2 separate regions of the Macaca mulatta genome follow, and region 2 is linked to region 1. The links are chromatin contacts, called in public Hi-C maps. All regions are on one chromosome and are shown on one strand. Each heading gives the region's core, a stretch centred on a gene start, on an enhancer-like site or on the middle of the called end of the contact. The rest is flanking DNA. Distances are from core to core; before and after follow the strand shown. Region 1 holds the start of FZD5 (frizzled class receptor 5). Region 2 holds the start of PLEKHM3 (pleckstrin homology domain containing M3).

What was found. A called contact is a pair of places that touch in the nucleus more often than the background predicts.
Region 2: a contact with region 1 is called in a Hi-C map of fetal cortex germinal zone, with 1.6 times the contacts expected there. The contact joins the promoter of PLEKHM3 here to the promoter of FZD5 in region 1. A contact is called at or near these places in 3 of 14 Hi-C or Micro-C datasets (blood, fetal cortex germinal zone and fetal cortical plate).

The regions. Positions count from the first base shown.
Region 1 is chr12:113,028,068-113,032,664 of T2T-MMU8v2.0, reverse strand. FZD5 (frizzled class receptor 5) reads left to right here and starts at 1,647. Exons shown (of 2, transcript XM_015110810.3): 1 at 1,647-2,355; 2 at 2,625-4,597. The coding sequence starts at 2,882.
Region 2 is chr12:113,295,669-113,299,982 of T2T-MMU8v2.0, reverse strand. PLEKHM3 (pleckstrin homology domain containing M3) reads left to right here and starts at 2,353. Exons shown (of 9, transcript XM_077957431.1): 1 at 2,353-2,492.

The DNA of each region.
Region 1 (4,597 bases), core at 398-2,897:
ATTTATTCTTCCAACCTGTGCCAATGGGATCCGGGACAGGAGATCGACAGTAACCCGCGGTTGATCTGGATCTAATCCAGTTAGTCCAGTCCCTATTCCTTCAAGTGTCCCCAGGCCCTCTTGCCTATTTTCGCCCTTTGCCCAGTGAAAGGAAGAGTTTGGGGAGAAGGAAACAATTTAAATCCTCTTCCTAGGCGTGTGAATGTATTTCAAGAATGCTAAATACCTCAGTCTTCCAATCTAATTACAATACATAGAAAAGAGGCATTTTTAGGACACTTAAAACTTGTAGCATAATTGCGCAACTGAAGAGCGCCGCCATGTCCCCGCCATCCGTGCGCCCTCCGACCCCCCACGGCGCGCGAGTGCGCGGCTTAGCAGCAGGCAGCCGGGGACTGGAGGGGACGGGGAGGCGGGCGCCGTGCCCAGCACAGAGCCCTGGGTTGGTATCGCTTCTCTCTGCGGGCGACTTCGGAACTGCCTGGGATTATAAACCACGACTAATAAAGGACTCACATCTTTCTGGGTCTTCTAAAGGCAGAAAGAAATCCACTTTCTTGTCACAACAAGAGTTTGTTAAGAGATGCAAAAGTAAAGGTCGAAGCCAGAGAGGCTGCGATAGTATGGGGGGAGGGGTGGCTACGATGGTGAATGCCGCTGCCCGACTACGTGGGTTCGAATCCCAGGGTTGCCATTTGGGCGGCGAATGGCAGGCGATCGGAATACGGAGGTGAACTTGCTTGCCGAGGTCGCCCTTTCTTGCGGGAACTACGACTAGCTCGGTTGCCTTGGCCAAGTCTGTCTCGGTTTCTTCACCTGTAGGGAATACCTGCCGCAGAATTGTTGTAAGGAGTGAGATCTTGTCTCAAGATGTAAACGGGCCGGGCGCGGTGGCTCAGGCCTGTAATCCCAGCACTTTGGGAGGCCGAGGCGGGCGGATCACGAGGTCAGGAGTTCGAGAGACAGCCTAACATGATGAAACCCCTTCTCTACTAAAAATACAAAAACTAGCCAGGCGTGGTGACGCGCGCCTGTAATCCCAGATACTCGGGAGGCTGAGGCAGGAGAATCGCTTGAACCCGGGAGGCGGAGGTTGCAGTAAGCCGAGATCGCGACACTGCACTCCAGCCTGGGCGACAGAGCAACTCCGTCTCAAAAAAAAGGATATAAACGATTAACACTTTGTTAGGCACACAGTAAAAGGCTCAGTAAGTATTCTCTCTTCTTTCACACAGTTCCAAGACAGTGCAGAAGGGAGACAGCCACGCCTAAGAATGATTCCTTGAGCAATTCTTTCAAAGAAGCACTGAACTCTGTAAGGACGCTTAGCTGCAGACAGAAAGGGCAGGGGCCCTGGGAGCAAAGGTGCGTAAGCCAGGACGTTACAGGAGCGAGTCTTGCACCCAGGGCGCCGGCAGAGAACTCCGGAGGGACTTCTGGCGAGGGCTTCCCGCCCGGGTTCCCAGAGCGGCATGATTAGCATTCGCCCCGCCTCCATCGCCTCCCGGTCTGCGATTGGTCAGCGCTCCTTGGCTGCCCGCTCCGGGCGGGGCCAGAGGGCGCCGGGGGAAAGGCCGAGCCCGCGGGGCAGTGGGCGGGGACGCGAGGAGAGCGTGGCTAGGCGGCCCACCAACCGCGCCCGGGCCTGAGGGGGCGGGGCCGGGGCGGGGCCTCCCGGCGGGCATTAGAAGCAGGTGACCCGGGCGGGGCGGGAGAGGGCAGCCAGCCTGCGGCCGTGAGTCCTCTGTGGTCGCCGCCGCGCGCGGTTCCGTGCTCGCCGGAGGTGGGCGAAAGGGTGCGAGAGCGCGGGGGAGGAGCCGAGCAGGGCACGTCCCGAGAGCGTCGCCACCGCCCCCAGGAGTCCACTGGAGCGCGGAGCCCCCTGCAGGGGAGGAGGCGAGCGGCGGGCGGGACGCGGCGGCCGGCGCGCACCATGCAGTCCCGGCCCGGCCAGCGCCGGCTGCTCGCGGTGCTGTGAGACAGAGGGGTCCCACGGCTCCCGCCTCCCGCCTTCCTTCCGCCCAGGTGCTGCCAGGCGCGCTCGCCCTCCGTCCGGCTCCCGGCCCCGGGGAGACCGCACGGCCTGCCCCTGCCCGGCTCCGTCTGGATCATGCGGTGGGCCCCCGAGGAGGAGAGGGCGAGTGACTGGCCTGCGCCGCGTCTGTTCTGGGGGCGCCCCCCTCTCTGAGTCGCCCCCACCTGCTGCCATGTGCCGCTGCCACGGGTACCCAGCCTGTCGCTAAACTTTCCCGGCGCCAGCCCGGCTCTGATTCGCGCTTCTCAGCGGAGTGACCCAGGGACGGAGGACCCAGGCTGGCTGTGGACTGTCTGCTTCTCTCGGCGGGATCCGTGGAGGTGAGAGCCTTCCATTTCTCTCTGTTCTTCTCCCGGTTCCTGTGCCCTTTTCCGGGAAGCTGAGGGTTCTGGTCTCCGGGCACTGCCTGGAGGGCCCAGCTTGGAAAGAAAGGGTGGGGGAGTCAGTAGTTTGGTTCCAGGAGGCGGAGCGGGGAGGAAAGGAAAGGGGTTAACTTAGAGATTTGGAGACCGCTCGCGGGGACCGAACCGTTGACGCCCCTCCAACAGGGAGTGGTTGCAATCTTTCTTCTCCCCCTTCTTTTTTAAAGAGTCCTTTCCCTGGGATCCGAGCCCTCACCGTCTCTCCTCAGCCCTATCCGGCGAGAAGCGGAGCGCTGCCAGCGGAGGCAGCGTCTTCCCGAAGCAGTTTATCTTTGGACGAATTTTTTTTTAAAGGAAAAAGCAACCAACAGGTTGCCAGCCCCGGTGCAACACACGAGACGCCGGAGGGAGAAGCCCCGGCCCGGATTCCTCTGCCTGTGTCGGTCCCTCGCGGGCCGCTGGAGGCGAGGGGAGGGAGGGGGCGATGGCTCGACCTGACCCGTCCGCGCCGCCCTCGCTGCTGCTGCTGCTCCTGGCGCAGCTGGTGGGCCGGGCGGCCGCCGCGTCCAAGGCCCCGGTGTGCCAGGAAATCACGGTGCCTATGTGCCGCGGCATCGGCTACAACCTGACGCACATGCCCAACCAGTTCAACCACGACACGCAGGACGAGGCGGGCCTGGAGGTGCACCAGTTCTGGCCGCTGGTGGAGATCCAATGCTCGCCGGACCTGCGCTTCTTCCTATGCTCCATGTACACGCCCATCTGTCTGCCTGACTACCACAAGCCGCTGCCGCCCTGCCGCTCGGTGTGCGAGCGCGCCAAGGCCGGCTGCTCGCCGCTGATGCGCCAGTACGGCTTCGCCTGGCCCGAGCGCATGAGCTGCGACCGCCTCCCGGTGCTGGGCCGCGACGCCGAGGTCCTCTGCATGGATTACAACCGCAGCGAGGCCACCACGGCGCCCCCCAGGCCTTTCCCAGCCAAGCCCACCCTTCCAGGCCCGCCAGGGGCGCCGGCCTCTGGGGGCGAATGCCCCGCTGGGGGCCCATCCGTGTGCAAGTGTCGCGAGCCCTTCGTGCCCATCCTGAAGGAGTCACACCCCCTCTACAACAAGGTGCGGACGGGCCAGGTGCCCAACTGCGCGGTACCCTGCTACCAGCCGTCCTTCAGTGCCGACGAGCGCACGTTCGCCACCTTCTGGATCGGCCTGTGGTCGGTCCTGTGCTTCATCTCCACATCCACCACGGTGGCCACCTTCCTCATCGACATGGAACGCTTCCGCTATCCTGAGCGCCCCATCATCTTCCTGTCAGCCTGCTACCTGTGCGTGTCGCTGGGCTTCCTAGTGCGCCTGGTCGTGGGCCATGCCAGCGTGGCCTGCAGCCGCGAGCACAACCACATCCACTACGAGACCACGGGCCCTGCGCTGTGCACCATTGTCTTCCTCCTGGTCTACTTCTTCGGCATGGCCAGCTCCATCTGGTGGGTCATCCTGTCGCTCACCTGGTTCCTGGCCGCCGGCATGAAGTGGGGCAACGAGGCCATCGCGGGCTACGCGCAGTACTTCCACCTGGCTGCGTGGCTCATCCCCAGCGTCAAGTCCATCACGGCACTGGCGCTGAGCTCCGTGGATGGGGACCCGGTGGCCGGCATCTGCTATGTGGGCAACCAGAACCTGAACTCGCTGCGCGGCTTCGTGCTGGGCCCTCTGGTGCTCTACCTGCTGGTGGGCACGCTCTTCCTGCTGGCGGGCTTCGTGTCGCTCTTCCGCATCCGCAGCGTCATCAAGCAGGGCGGCACCAAGACGGACAAGCTGGAGAAGCTCATGATCCGCATCGGCATCTTCACGCTGCTCTACACGGTGCCCGCCAGCATCGTGGTGGCCTGCTACCTGTACGAGCAGCACTACCGCGAGAGCTGGGAGGCGGCGCTCACCTGCGCCTGCCCGGGCCCCGACGCCGGCCAGCCGCGCGCCAAGCCCGAGTACTGGGTGCTCATGCTCAAGTACTTCATGTGCCTGGTGGTGGGCATCACGTCGGGCGTCTGGATCTGGTCGGGCAAGACGGTGGAGTCGTGGCGGCGTTTCACCAGCCGCTGCTGTTGCCGCCCGCGGCGCGGCCACAAGAGCGGGGGCGCCATGGCCGCTGGGGACTACCCCGAGGCGAGCGCCGCTCTCACAGGCAGGACCGGGCCGCCGGGCCCC
Region 2 (4,314 bases), core at 1,104-3,603, 270 kb before region 1:
GAGGCCCCATCTCAGATTTACTGTATCAGAATCTGCATTTTGACAGAATTCTTACCCATTAAAGTTTGAGAAACACCATCCTAGAAGATTCTGTTCCATGTGAGTTTTGAGAACCACCAGTTCAACGGAAGACTGATCTGTGTAGCACGATGTAATGGGTGCATTTATAAAGGAACACATGAGGTCCTCTAGGAGTGCATAAAAGGAGCAGGTTGCCCTGTCAGGCAAAGTTTCCAGAAGAGGTGTAATGTCACCTGCCGCTTTTTTTTTTTTTTTTTTTGAGACAGCGTCTCGCTCTGTTGCTCAGGCTGGAGGGCACTGGCTCAATATCAGCTCACTGCAACCTGCGCCTCCTGAGTTCAAATGATTCTAGTGCCTCAGCCTCCCAAGTAGCTGGGATTACAGGTCGTGCGCCACCATGCCCGGCTAATTTTCATTTTAGTAGAGACAGGCTTTCACTACGTTGCCCGGGCTGGTCTCGAACTGCTGGCCTCAATCGATCCACCCGCTTCGACCTCCCAAAGTGCTGGGATTATAGGCATGCACCATCATGCTCTGCTAATTTTTGTATTTTTAGTAAAGATGAGGTTTTATCATGTTGGTCAGTCTGGTCTCGAACCCCTGGCCTCAAGCGATCCACCCGCCTCGACCTCCCTAAGTGCTGGGATTACAGGCTCGAGTCACTGTGCCTGGCCTTTTCTGTTTTGTTTTGTTTTGTTTGTTTGTTTTTAGAGTGAAAGTTTATTAAAAAGCTTTAGAGTAGTAATGAAGGGAAGTAAAAGAAGAAAAGAACACCCGGAAGAAGGCCAAGCAGGTGACTTGAGAGACCAAGTGCCTGTCACCCGCTTCTTAAAGAGCAAGGAGAAATTAGCCAGGCTAAGTAAGAGGATGCGCCAGGATTGAGAATTCTCATGAGAGGGAATCACATGTACAAAGTCCTGAGGCAAAAGAGAATACTGCAAGTTTAGGTAATTAAAACAAAACAAAACAAAAAAATGTACCCCTGGCCAGGTGAGGTGGCTCACACCTGTAATCCCAGCACTTTGGAAGGCAAGGAAGAAGGATCACCTGAGGCTAGGAGTTCAGGATCATCCTGGGCAACACAGGGAGACCTTGCCTTTACAAAAAAAAAAAAAAGAAAAGAAAAAAGAAATTAGCCATGTTGTGGTGATGCGCGCCTGTAGTCCTAGCTACTCAGGAGGCTGAGTTGGGAGGATCCCTTGAACCCAGAAGTTCAGGGCTGCAGTGAGCTATGATCATGCGACTACACTCTGGCCTGGGCACAGAGTGAGATCCTGTTTCTAGCAAAACAGAAAAGAAAGTACCTCAAATTGCAGGGTTTAAAGAAAGTTTATTTAAACTTCGAACATCAACCAAAGGAAATTTTTTCTTAACTCAATTGTTAAAGATTTGCTTATCAATCTTCCAGAGGGTGGGAAGAGGAATCAGAGTTTTAGATTTCTGTGTTTCATCCCTGACCCCTCTGACTTTTTTTTTTTTCATTCCTTTGTTCATTCATTTATTCAGATACATATACATTGGACCTGTGCTAGGTGCCTACTAGATGGTGGTGAGTGAAACTGAAATAGTGCCCGCCCTCTGGGAGTTTGTAGGTGAGATGCGTGAGCGTGGGAAGACCAATAAAATATATAAATGTGTACTTATACAGTGAGAAAATGGCTAAGAAGTGTGCTATGATGGAAAACAGACAGGAAACTGCAAGGAAGGTCTGTCCAATCAGACCAGCATATCCCTGCAAAGCGACCACAGTCACGGTGGGTGGGGTGTGGGTGGTCTTACTCAACAGTCCTGCCCGTGTGCACACACATGCACACTCTATTTTGCTGGGAATCCGCAAGTGGGGGTGAAGACCTCACCTCAAAACCACCCCTTTTCAACCTGCGTAGGAAAGGACGGTGAAAACGGATTTTCACTGCAGCCCCAAAACCGGAAATGAGAAGCAATCTCCAGGTTCTAATAGTCCCACTTTTGGAAATAACTTATTTCTTTGAGTAATTAATTCCCTTAGACAAGGAAGATGCTAAAAACCAGCCCGACCCTGACATGTTCTAAGTGACATTTTCCAATCGCAAACACCCATTTTGGCGTTGGGTGGAGCAGTGAGGAGGCTCCGCGACGCACGCCATTGCTTTCACAATGTGTACGAGAGGAACTGTACATAAGAAAGCAAAGAAATAAGAAGGCCTGGTGGGTGCGGTCAGGATCGGCCGAGCTGCCCGGTCCCTCGGGCAGGAAAGACACGTCCTCGCAGCCTGGAACCTTGTGTGTCCGGCTCTGGCTGCCCGGGCCGCCGGCGGAAGCATTTCAGAGTGGAACCGCGAGAAGCCGCTTGTAAACAGAGCCGGGCCGGGATGGTCAGCGGCTGGGCTGGCTGTCACCGAGAGGCGGGCGGCGGGCTGCGGGAGCCAAGCCCCCGCCAGCAGCGGACTGCAGGCCCCGCAGGTGAAGGGAGAGTAGCAGCCGGCGCCCGGGTGAGCATCCGTCTGCTTCTGTGCTGCCTGGCCGGCCAGTTTGGGGGATGGGGTGGGGACGACAGCATTGTAAATATCTGAGCAGTTCCCGGGGTAGCGGTGATTTTGCTGTTTTTCCCATGCCCAGGTTTTTATTTCGTGCTGGAGATTGTACCACATTGCAGTGGCTAATGGGTGACGGGAGATTACATGATGCATTGTCTGCTTGTTTTTGTGAATCAGGTATATAATAGGAGGAGAAAGTAGTTGAAATAGTACGTGATCTCGTTGAGTGCGTTATTAGTACCCCTGCTATCCCCTCCTGGGGATTATAAAACCAAACCCCAGCAGAGCTTTTAACCTACATCAGACTGGGGCTTCCAGAAAACGATTGTTCTTTCTGTCGACTCTGTCCGTTTTTAACGTATAGTAAATGACACCACATGACTGATGACAAGCATGGTTTGATCTTGTAGGAAAGAATTATTAAGCTAAAAAATCAAGAGAAGGAAATCTCACACCCATCCCTTAAATAAAAATAAGTTACTACTGAGATATATATTTGGATGACAAATTGAGACTGGTCTGGATGTACACCTTGCAAAGCAAGACAAATTTGAATTTACCAGGTTAAGCTGAGATTGAGCCATGCTGTTGTAAACTTATTTAGAAGTTTATTTCTCTCCTTTTTTCTTCCTTGGAAGGGACCAGAGAGAAACAGCTGGATTTTTTTTCTTTGTATTTTAATTTAAGTAATGGTAGTGAGTTGTGATTTGTATTTATAAAGTATTTTATTATAAAATACTACATGTAAATTATAATTGGCATACTTAAAATACAAGGCACTTTTTGTTTGACTGACTTCAAGAAAATGCCTTAACAAAAGCTGGGCTATATATATATATATAGTCTCTAAAAATGTCAATTGACATTTGTAACCTTGGTCACATAGTCTTTTAGACAGGAGATGAATATTAAGTTAAATTGCACCTACAATAGATAGATATACATAGAAGAAATGATACTAATTCCTGATGAGTTTTTCTTTACAGTGAATATTTTTACACTGTCATGGTTTATAGCAAAAACTATAAAGCCAGACTCCTTCAGTTTGAATTCTTGCTTGGTCACTTCCTAGTTGTGTAATCTTGGGCAGTTTACTTAGCTCTTCTGTTTCCTGATCTGTAGAATGGGAATAATAACAGTATTGACCTCATTAGGGTTTTTATTATTGTTATTTTATTTTATTTTATTTTGAGACAGGGTCTTACTCTGTCACTCAGGCTGGAGTACAGTGGCATCATCATGGCTCACTGCAGTCTCGATTTCCTGGACTCAAGCGATCCTCCCACCTCAGCCTCCCGTGTGGCTGGAACCATAGGCACACGCCACCACAGCTGGCTAACTTTTGTACATTTGGTAGAGGCAGGGTTTTGCCATGTTGTCCAGGCTGGTCTTGAACTCCTGAGCTCAAGGCTTAGAACAGTACCTGGCATATAGTAATTGCTATATACATGTTTGTTAATAAATATATAAAATAAAAATATGCCAGTGTTGAAAATGGAATGGTGATTACCAGGGCCTGGAGGGAGGGAGGCAATGGAGGATTTGTTGTTTAGTGCTGCGGTCCCCAGCCTTTTAGGCACCAGGGACCAGAAGACCATTTTTCCACAGAGGGGGTGGCGTGGGGTCGGGGAGTAGAGGGAGGATAGTTTCAGGATGAAACTGTTCCACCTCAGATCATTAGGCATTAGATCCTCATAAGAAGTGTGCAACCTAGATCCCTCACATGCACAGTTCACAATAAGGTTTGCAAAAGAATCTAATGCTGCTGCCCATCTGT